2 separate regions of the Mus musculus genome follow, and region 2 is linked to region 1. The links are chromatin contacts, called in public HiChIP or PLAC-seq maps. All regions are on one chromosome and are shown on one strand. The core of a region is the stretch at or near the end of the contact, and the rest is flanking DNA. Distances in the headings are between cores, read along the strand shown.

Region 1 (4,960 bases), core at 1,430-3,929:
AGGAAAGTCACAAAGTTCTCCATCTCGGTCCACAATTGGGCTCAGCTCATAACCCTTCAAGGTTGTGTGACCTACAAAGCTCCTGCCCTCCAAGCCAGGCCCGTTGTAAGGCAGGCATGAGACTATATACCATGAATCTCAGAGAAAAGAAAGCTCGGGCCATAGTCATGAGATCCTCAGCCAGATCTAAACCCCTCAGCTGCTCTGTGTGTAATTGTGGTTCCGGCTTCCCCAGGAGCAATGGCGTTTGGCTTGTGCATGCTCCGTCTAGAGCACACTCACCACGTAGGCTACAGGCCCGAAGGTGCTCCTGCAGGGGGCTCTGCTTCTCTTCGTAACAGCGGCACAGGCTGGTGGCATGCTCTGCAGGCAGACGGAGCTCTGAGGGGGCTCTGCTGAGGTGGCGGGTGGAGACTGGCACTGGGCTTAAGGGGTGGGTCTCAGGCTGCAGGGCCCACAGAGGACTGGGACCATCTCAGGGCCAAGAAGGTCTCAGTGTATTTTCCAGGAACCCCTACCCATAGGTTTCCCTCCTGCCTGTTTGCACTGTACCTTTGGGCAGCCCCAGCTGCTGCAGCTCACTGGACAAGGAATCACTGTCGACACTATGCTTGGCTGCACTGGACAGGATGAAACTCAGCACCGCGACCGTGGCCTTCACGTCTCCAGACTCTAGAGACCCACAGGGGACGCAGGGGATGCCACCAGGGCCCCAGCCACCTCCCTGCCCTCATCTCCAGCTTTGGGTCCCAAATCTCCTGAACCCCATGCATGCATTGCTGTGGGACCAGCAAATAGTGGCAGAGGGTGTGGACAGGGCTGTCAATATGACTCTTCCCATCTGAAGCGGAAGGATCACGGAAGGAAGGCTGTGGTGCCCGGTTCGGGGTACTCACCAAACTTGGCATCAGCAGTAAGCTTCAAGATCTTCTCATACTATGGGAAAAGGCGGTCCTAAGTGGGTACCAGAGTCCTGCCACCAGCCCCCTGCCCCTGGCCCAGATCCTGTGCTAAGAATGGGCTGGGGCTAGAAAGAAGGAAGGGGATAGCCAAGGGGCGGGGAGGCTGAAGAACAGACTGCCCTGGGCCCCCTAAGTTTCTCGGACAGTGGTATCAGTTCCTGTACTCACATCAATCCCCTGCCCCAGTACTCACATCAATCCCCTGACCCAGAAGCTCCTTTAGCACCTGGCTACACAGCAGTCGCAGCTTCACAGAGGACTGAAAAGGATGTCCCTGTCTCAGCCAGACTGACCAACCTTACCCCTCACTGCTAGGGGACTGGCTGAAGGAGGGCCAGCCACGTGACCAAGGTAACAGAGCATGAGGCCCCATCCTCAGGGAGACTCCTTCACCACCCCAGCCCGCTTCCAGCTCCCAGTCCCAATCTCCTCCTTCCACCCTGAGCCTCTCTCCTCCCAACCCTAAGTAAACCAGTGCACTTAACAATTTTGGCCAGTGTGCTGATCTCTGCCAGGACCCAGTCGGGACAGTCCAGATCGCCACAGAACCGGAACCTCTGCAAGAGAGTAACGTGGGAAGGCAGGCTGGCGGTTGGGCTGAGGTGTGGCCAGGAATGAGTACTGTCTGGTCACCTGTTGTCCCCTATGTCCAGACTGTTGTGAATACTCTGCCCACACTGCCACCTGACCTCGTTCTGACTTTTACTCTCTGCATCCGTGGCAATTTTCCTTAAGTGTCTACCATGCTCCAGCCACAACAACTTGCCCGATTCTCCTTGTTACCCCAGCCCCACTTCTGCCTTCACCTTTGCTGGGCCCTTCCTGGTCCTAGGTTTTTCCAGGCTTGTTGGCAGTGCTGGGGCTCAAAGTCAGGGCCTCGGGCACATCTACCACCGAGCTACAGCACCAGATTCCACTTCCCATAATCTCCTAGTTAACAAAGCACTTTGGGCAGCCAGAGGGAATGCTCGCTATTTTGATAATAGTGATCCAAGTCCCAGTGAGACTTAATCTTTGCTTGTCTCGCTTGATCTTCACCAAGCTCTAGCGCGACAGGATGTGGCACTCTCAAGGAGCCTGGCTCATTCAGAGACTGCACGGCTGTTTCTTGTCTGAGGCTATTCTTTCTCTGCCTCCGCTTCTCATCCGGGTAACACAAATTACCCTTCACCGAGTTGCATCTTCAAGAGTCCTAACACTGCGCTCACGGTTCAGGAAAGCCTCTGCAGTTGGAGAAAGACCTACGGCTGCCAATTCTTGCTTCTGACTTGCCCTCCCCTTCTGCAGCTCGAATCCCGATGCCTGTATGGGCTGGACACTCAACACGCATCTCCTGAATGAATGGATTATGAATCAGAAAGCTTAACCCAATCCCAAAACCACTCCTTCGCTCAGGAAAGCGAGGAGAGGCTTCCTAACCAGTCCTAAGCATGTTTTCGTCCTGTGACCCGACAGTCAGGGAAGTGGGTGACCCAGGGAGGTCCCTTGGGGGCCGTGGAGAGTCTGAGAATCCGGGAGGTGGGACCCTCCGGCCCAGGGATGGACGCGAGGAAACGCGGCTGCGCCTGCAGACTCCGACGTTCCGCCGCGCCCAGGCAGGCGCCAGTGAAGATTGTCTCCTTAAGCTCCTAGAACCACCGAACCCCTTTGTCGCCCGATACCCAACTTCCCATCTTTCCCAATCCCTCACCATGATGTCAGGAGATCCAATCCAGAGCTTCTTCCGGCTTGACTCAGGTCAGCTGACTCTGTGATCACATGACACCTACTGGTACAGGGAGGGCGGACCGTTAATGTAACCAATTGAGAATGCATATTCCTCCAGGAACAAGCAGCCTCTAGCGTTTCACCGGGATTATCTAAACAGAAGGGGATGGGTGGAAATAATTCCATTAATTACTTGGAGGGAGGATCCCATGATCCACGAGTATTGAAGTGGGTTCCACGGTTTCCTTCTTAAGCAATACCGTTATAAAAAACTATGGACTATGACAAAATATTTTTTAATGAAAATCTTACTGACTGCCTAGGGCGTGAGGGCACGCATCTGAAATAACAACACTTGAGAGGCTGTGAGGCAAAAGGATCAGAAGTTTAAGACAGCCTGGACTACAGAGTGAGACTCCAAACCTAAAACTGCCCAGATGGCTTAGAGTACCACCCAAGTTCGAACCCCGGAACCTTGTATAAAGGTGGAAGGAGAGCGCCAACTCACAAAAATCGTTCTCGACACAAGTATGGCCACGCTTGCAGCACACACACACACACACACACACACACACACACACACACACACACACACTAAACCTTTCAGGTGCCTAGCACCCATGTAAAACTCTGGACTAGGGGGTGTAAATAGAGATAGGTGGATCCCCAGAGCTCACCAGCCTCTTAGTCAAACTAATCTGTGGGCTCCTAGTACAGTAAGAGGCCCGGGTTGGACAGGTAGGGGTGGGGGAGTGGAGCTCGAAGACACTTAGCAAATGATGTTGACCTCTGACTGCCATGTGCACACAGGGGCATTCACACACACACACACACACACACACACACCCCAAATCACCCACCTATACACTAAAACAAAAATATATTAATGAACATAAATAAGACACTATTAAAAATATGATGCACGTGCAGGAAATTATATGTAAGGGTGAAGCTAAAAGAATCTTCATAAACTGTACCCCTCACCCCCGTGTAAACATAACCAGTAACCAGATTAAAACAAACAAACCCAGAATGTTACTAGTACCCTCCCTCCTCATATCTCCTTCAAGTCTGGCTGTTTTTTAAAACTCCTTATTGATTCTTGGAGTTTCACATCATGCACTCCACTTCCCTCATATCCACCCTTCTTCCCCAAATAAAACACAAGCACAACCACACATACACATACAAGCACACACACACCACCACTACCAACAACAACAACAACAACCAAGCACAGAAAAAGTTCAACTTGGCCAGGCGGTGGTGACACACACCTTTAATCCCAGCACTTGGGAGGCAAAGGCAGGGTGATTTCTGAGTTCGATGCCAGCCTGATCTACAAAGTGAGTTCCAGGACAGCCAGGGCTACACAGAGAAATCCTGTCTTGAAAAAAAAAACAAACAAACACCCCCCCCCCAAAAAAAAAGAAAGAAAGAAAGAAAGAAAGAAAGAAAGAAAGAAAGAAAGAAAGAAAGAAAGAAAAAGTTCAACTTGGAAGCTGTAGTGTGTCACAGTGTGTCCCACAGTCTATCCCTCTGTCCACACACCTTCACTTGCAAATGTTCATTGCAATGAGTCATTGGTCTGGTTCAAGATCTCTGGCTTCTGCGACACCATCAATATTGGGTTCTCATCGGAACTCCTCCCAGTTACCCCGTTGTTGTTTTGTGTTATGGAGACCCTGCAACAGCAGGACTGGCCTTCACACATCTCAATCCTTCGCAGATGATACAGATTTTGGGGTGGGTCAATTCACAGACCAGGATCTGGGCCTGGGTGATAGCTGAGCTGGTCAGCCCACCAGATCTGCCCCATCAGCACCACCAAAGCAAGTTCTCCAGCACTGGTCCCGATAGGACATCCAATTCTTCCATTAGAAGGAGGCAGGGTCAGCTCTCCTGCTCTCATGGGGCCAGCTCATCCACCCCATGGTTCTACAACCAGCTCCACTGTGCTGCCCAGGTAAGGTGCAGACAGCTCCCCTGAGTGCTGTAGCCAGTAAGGGGCAGGGCCAGCTCACTCACTCTTAGGAACTCAGGGTCAGCTCTCCCAACTGCTTCAGGTGGCAAGGGTGAGGGAGCATGGCCCCTTGTCCTCCACCCCCAACTCCCCACCCCAGACTACTTTACAGCAGATGATTGGCAGGGCCAACTTTCCTATGCCCCTGCCACCAGGGCCAGCCAGCTCTATTGTGCTATGGCTGTGCATTTGACTTCACTTTTGTGATAGGACTTTTGGGTGTTTAGCACAAATGGCCATAATATTTTATGTAACCAGGAAAAATTCC
Region 2 (4,960 bases), core at 650-3,149, 78 kb after region 1:
GACGTGGAAGAGACTGAAAGTTCAGATCCAGCCTGGGATATAGAGTGAGTTCAAGGCCAACCTAGGCAACTCAGGAAGAACATGTTTCAAAAATAAGAAAGTGGGCTGGAGAGATGGCTCAGCTGTTCAGAGCACTGATTGCTCTTCCAGTGGTCCTGAGTTCAATTCCCAGCAACCACATGGTAGCTCACAACCATCTGTAATGGGATGCAATGCCCTCTTCTGGTGGGTCTGAAGGTAGCAACAGTGTACTCACATTAAATAAATAAATCTCTTTAAAAAAAAAAATAAGAAAGTAACCTAGGTGTGACATCTCATACCTGAAATCCCGGAACCTGAGAGACATAGTCAAGAAGATCAGGAGTACAAGGCTATCCTTAGCAACATATTGAGTTCAAGGTCAGTCTGGACCACAGGAGAACTAACCCAACAAAAACAAACTGTAATTTTGAGATAGGGTCTCAGGTAGATTGAAATTCCTTTGTGGCTGGGGCAGTCATTGAATTCCTGATTCTCCTGTCTCCACCTCCCAGCTGCTGAGACTGTGGGTATGCACCATCTTGTCCAGCTCAATGGTTTAATTCTCTTCTACCATCACACAAATAAGCAGTAAGAGGACATTGTCAGGCCAGGGGCCAGCCTGGAAGAAAAGAGCAGGAAGAGGAAGCAGAAGCCCCTTTGGAGGTAAGATTTGAGTCTTGGGTTGGCGTCCCAGCAGGGCATCGTTATTCCTCAGAATGAGCAGCAGTATCCTATGAGGCTAAAGATGGGCCAGGAAATCTTGATAATAGCCAATCAGACTGCCTGGTTCAGTAGAACTAGCCACTTGACCTAGCTTCTGGCAGGGTTCACAGAATGCTTCTAGCTCTCACCACCAGCTTAGAAGATGGAATGATGAACCAGAACTAGATGAGAAGAAGCTGGCAGAATGTTAACCAAGACCTTTCCTAGACCCTGAAGGATCCACGGCTTGAACCTTGAGATCAGCAGAGAATCAAAGATTGGGGAATCCCGGGATTGTGACTTCCCTCATTTGTATATACCTCCGTAGTAAGTATGTGCATGTGCAAGTGTGTGCTCGTGTGCGTGCACACATACATACATACATACACACACACACACACACACACACACACACACACACACACTGACCCAATTCACACCTTTAGCTGTGGGACCCATTCTGGCTGTTCTTCCTGCCTGGAACTCTTGTCCTGGAAGCACAGTGGTTAGACAGTCTCTCTCATATGTCTCTCTGTAGCAAGAACATAGCCAGGGCATGTGAGAGAAGTTAGGCTGGTTTTGGCCTGGGATTGACCCAGTACTGAGACCTCTAGTACCACATGAAGAATTCTGACCTGGGCGTGATGGCGCACACCTTTAATCCCAGCACTCAGGAGGCAGAGGCAAGCGGATTTCTGAGTTCGAGGCCAGCCTGGTCTACAAAATGAGTTCCAGGACAGCCAGGAACTATACAGAGAAACCCTGTCTCAAAAAAAAAAAAAAAGAATTCTAAATTGGAAAGGAACTGGGTGGAGTCCTAGACACCCCACTCTTTCCTACCTAGTCTTTACAGAAATCTCCAGTCTTGTCTTGTCCTTGTTGGGCTGAGCCTCATAGTGCCCTCTCTGATGACCAAGATGACATCCAGGGACTAAGGTCTCATGAATAGTGAAAGACTCCATGACACTCTTTCTCAAACAGGAAGAGGGTACCAGGAAGAGGATGGGGCCTTGGTGCCCCATCTCTGAAACTAGGAAGGTTCCTATTAGAAGATATGTAAGCAAAGATGAGCATCTGCTGGCCCAGCTGCCTGTGTGTCTAGGCAAATGTCTACCTGGTTCAGAACCCATCCCCGTGTGTTCCACCATACCTACTAACCCCTCAAGACCCTTGGAGCATGTACACATTCTCTCTGAGCCAGGACACAAGAAGACCGTGCACAACATCTACTGCAGAGAGTACAAGGTAGGATACAACCTGTGGGAATCCATGACTTAGTTACCAGGGTAAGAGGGCTCCCCAGCACTTGGCTGTTAGGGACTGAGAGTGACAGGGCTGAGGTGTAGGTGTCCGTATCATGGGGCTTTAAGAAGAAGAGAACCTACTAGAGAGTCCTTACTAGAGGATTGAAATTGACCCACATGAAAAATATTATCAAGCCCTGTGGCTGGACCTTGGGACAGACTAGCACTTAGGAATCTCGTCCTTACTTTGCTGACATTTTGTGACATTGGTGTGAGGCCAGATTCCATTCAACTTACTCCAAGTGCAGGTGGGATTGCATCTGGCCAGGGAGAGCTAGAAGAGCCTCGCCCTCATCCACAGTGATCCTAGACACTTGCCATAGCCTTAACACTGATTCTGACAAGAGATTATTTCTCAGTTTTCAGACATGCCAAATCCTGATTTCATTCTCTTCCCACTGGGACTTGAACCCAGAGTCTTTGCAAAGTAACTCCAGGAGAGTACTCCACCACTGAAATGTGACACTAGCCTCTGTTTTACTTACTTTTGAGACAAGATCTTGATAAGTTGCCTAGGCAGGCCTTGAATTTACCATTTTCCTGCCTTAGCCTTCTGAGTAGCTAAGTTTCCAACCCTGCATAACCAGGAAAGTCCAGACTGGTTTGGTCTCTATTTATTTACTTTCTTATTTACTTACTTTATTTCTTTTTAGACAGGGACTCACTATGTAGACCAAGCTGGTTGCCCTCAAACTCATGATGATCCCCTGCCTCTGACTTCTAAGTGCCAGGTTGAAAGTATACCATATGCCTGGCTCCCTAGGCAGCTACAGCTTTTCCCACTGTGGTCTCAACTAATTCCAGTTTGACAGTTTGAGCTCAGTCTGGTCAGGAGGGTGTCAGAGGGGCAGATGGGAACCCAGAGTCTTGCAGTATGAGCAAGGCTTACTCTTTAGAATAGAGCCATCAAAAATAAAATAAAATAAAAATAAAGAAAAAAGAGAAAAATTTAGCCGGGCAGTGGTGGCACATGCCTTTAATCCCAGCACTCGGGAGGCAGAGGCAGGCGGATTTCTGATTTCGAGGCCAGCCTGGTCTACAGAGTGAGTTCCAGAACAGCCAGGGCTATACAGAGAAACCCTGTCTCGAAAAAGCAAAAAAGAAAAGAAGAAGAAGAAGAAAAAGAAGAAGACTAGAGCCATAACAGACAGGATTTTCCTCAGCCTGAGGCTGTCTGGAAAGCAGTAGCCCCGCCCACCTGGCAAGAGTGGCACAAAGTGTTAGAGCCAATCTCCATCCTCCTCCTAGAGGGCAGAGGCTTCTTGGCAGCACCAGGGGTACCAGGTCAGACCTGGGTATCCAGGGGACACAACTGAGGGAAGAGTTAAGGAAGAGGGGTGTGTACAGGCTTGGGGACAGGTGAGGAGGACTGGGAAGAGCAGCTTCAAGGAGAGGAGTGATCGTGAATTCAGGATTGCGGGTGGGAGTTGTCAGAAGCCAAAGCTCTCTTCTCTCCCTGGGAGACAGCTGTCCCATAGCACCTCCAAGGAGGGCAAGGAACAGGCAGTGGCTTCCTGGGACCAGCAGAGTATAGGGCTACAGATAGCAAGCAACAAAGAAGCCAAGGGAGCGGGTTGAGTGGGAAGGCCTGTAGGATTGTGGATCTGTGGCCTGGGGTAGAACTGTGTCATAAATGATAGTTTTTTTGTCTTAGGAAATATTTCTAGTAGCTGTGCTTACTGATCTATGGCTCTAATCCAAGAGGGAGGCTGAAACAGGAAGCTTGCAGATTTAAGAACAGTCTAAGCTTCGAGTGAGTCAAGGCCAACCCAGGCTACTTAGTGAGACCATGTCTCAAGATTTAAAACAAGAAAAGAAAAAGCTAAAGGGCTGGGGATATAAAAGGTAGCACCATAGGGCAACATGCCAAAGTCCTTAGTCAGTTGAGCTAAACAGATAAATAAGCAGACAGACAAACACCTCCAGGTGGGAAGGGGTATGCCCAAGTAGAAGGGGCTGGGGGTGGTAGGATCCCGGCTGGGATGTCCCAGGCCCAGTTGCTTTGGAGGATTCCCTCTTTTGGGATTCTAGTTATTTTCTCCCCGTCAAGCCTCGCTGACAAAGACTAACGTTGACCCTGGGAACAGGGCTGCTGGTCCAGAGAAGGCCAGGACCTCTTAGGGGAAAAGGCTGCAAACCTAGAGAGAGGGCTGAGACCAGGGGTGCTAAGAGGTTCTCACACTGCTGGTCTCCTACAGTGTGAGAGAGCAATCCTTAGATTTCTATTGCTGTGGTAAAGACTATAACCAAAAACAATTTAGGGAGAAAAGGGCTTATTTAACTTAAGGGTTACATTCCATCAGGCAAAACGAAGGCAGAATTCAGGGTGGGAACATGGAGGCAAGAACAGAGGTAGAGTCCGTGGAGGAGGGCGACGCACTGGCTTATTCTCCCCACTTTGCTCACTCTGCTTTGTCATACACCCCAGGACCACCTGGCCAGGGGTAGCACCACCCACACCGATCGTTAATCAAGAGAATGCCTCCCACAGACTTGCCCACAGATCAATATCATGGAGGTATTTTCCAGTTGAGACTCCTTCTTAGATGCCTCTAGCTTATGCCGAGTTGACAAAACTACCCAACCCAGGGCATGGCACAGAAATGCAGCTAGAGGGGGTCTGGGAAAGACCCTTCTACCCAAAGCCCTTGCCTCCCCCACATAGTTGGTGCCAGGTTCTGACCAGATCTCTAGAAAGGGCTGCTGGCATGACGGAAGCTGCCTATCATGATCTGCCTAACCCAGTCCTTCCCTGTCTAATGGAATGGAAGCAGCGACTGCGCTGGAACAAAGCTGGGGGAGGGGCAGGGTGGGCCATGCTCAGATCCCACAGCACGGTTAGCAACTTGTAACTCACTTCTGACTACTGCTGTCCCCACCCCCAAAATACCACTAGCACTTACCTAAGGACAGGAAAGAACATGGCACTTTAT

The links. HiChIP or PLAC-seq counts read pairs in DNA pulled down with a chosen protein or histone mark.
Region 2: an H3K4me3 HiChIP or PLAC-seq map of bone marrow-derived macrophages shows a contact between it and region 1, with 3 times the contacts expected there. The contact joins the promoter of Trcg1 here to the promoter of Commd4 in region 1. A contact is called at or near these places in 14 of 39 promoter capture datasets (the 3T3-L1 cell line, 3T3-L1-derived adipocytes, the C10 cell line and 7 more), 1 of 15 datasets of contacts at CTCF or cohesin (embryonic stem cells), 50 of 484 Hi-C or Micro-C datasets (2-cell-like embryonic stem cells, the 4T1 cell line, the AtT-20 cell line and 31 more), 17 of 115 datasets of contacts at active chromatin or transcription factors (the SCID.adh cell line, bone marrow-derived macrophages, craniofacial prominence and 7 more) and 3 of 9 other capture datasets (adipose tissue, liver and pancreatic islet).

What each region holds. Positions count from the first base shown.
Region 1 is chr9:57,155,620-57,160,579 of GRCm38.p6, forward strand. It overlaps Commd4 (COMM domain containing 4), which reads right to left and starts at 2,680. Exons shown (of 8, transcript NM_025417.2): 1 at 2,653-2,680; 2 at 1,448-1,519; 3 at 1,156-1,221; 4 at 897-936; 5 at 553-672; 6 at 283-363. The coding sequence starts at 2,655.
Region 2 is chr9:57,234,657-57,239,616 of GRCm38.p6, forward strand. Trcg1 (taste receptor cell gene 1) reads left to right here and starts at 1,900. Exons shown (of 13, transcript NM_001014398.2): 1 at 1,900-1,968.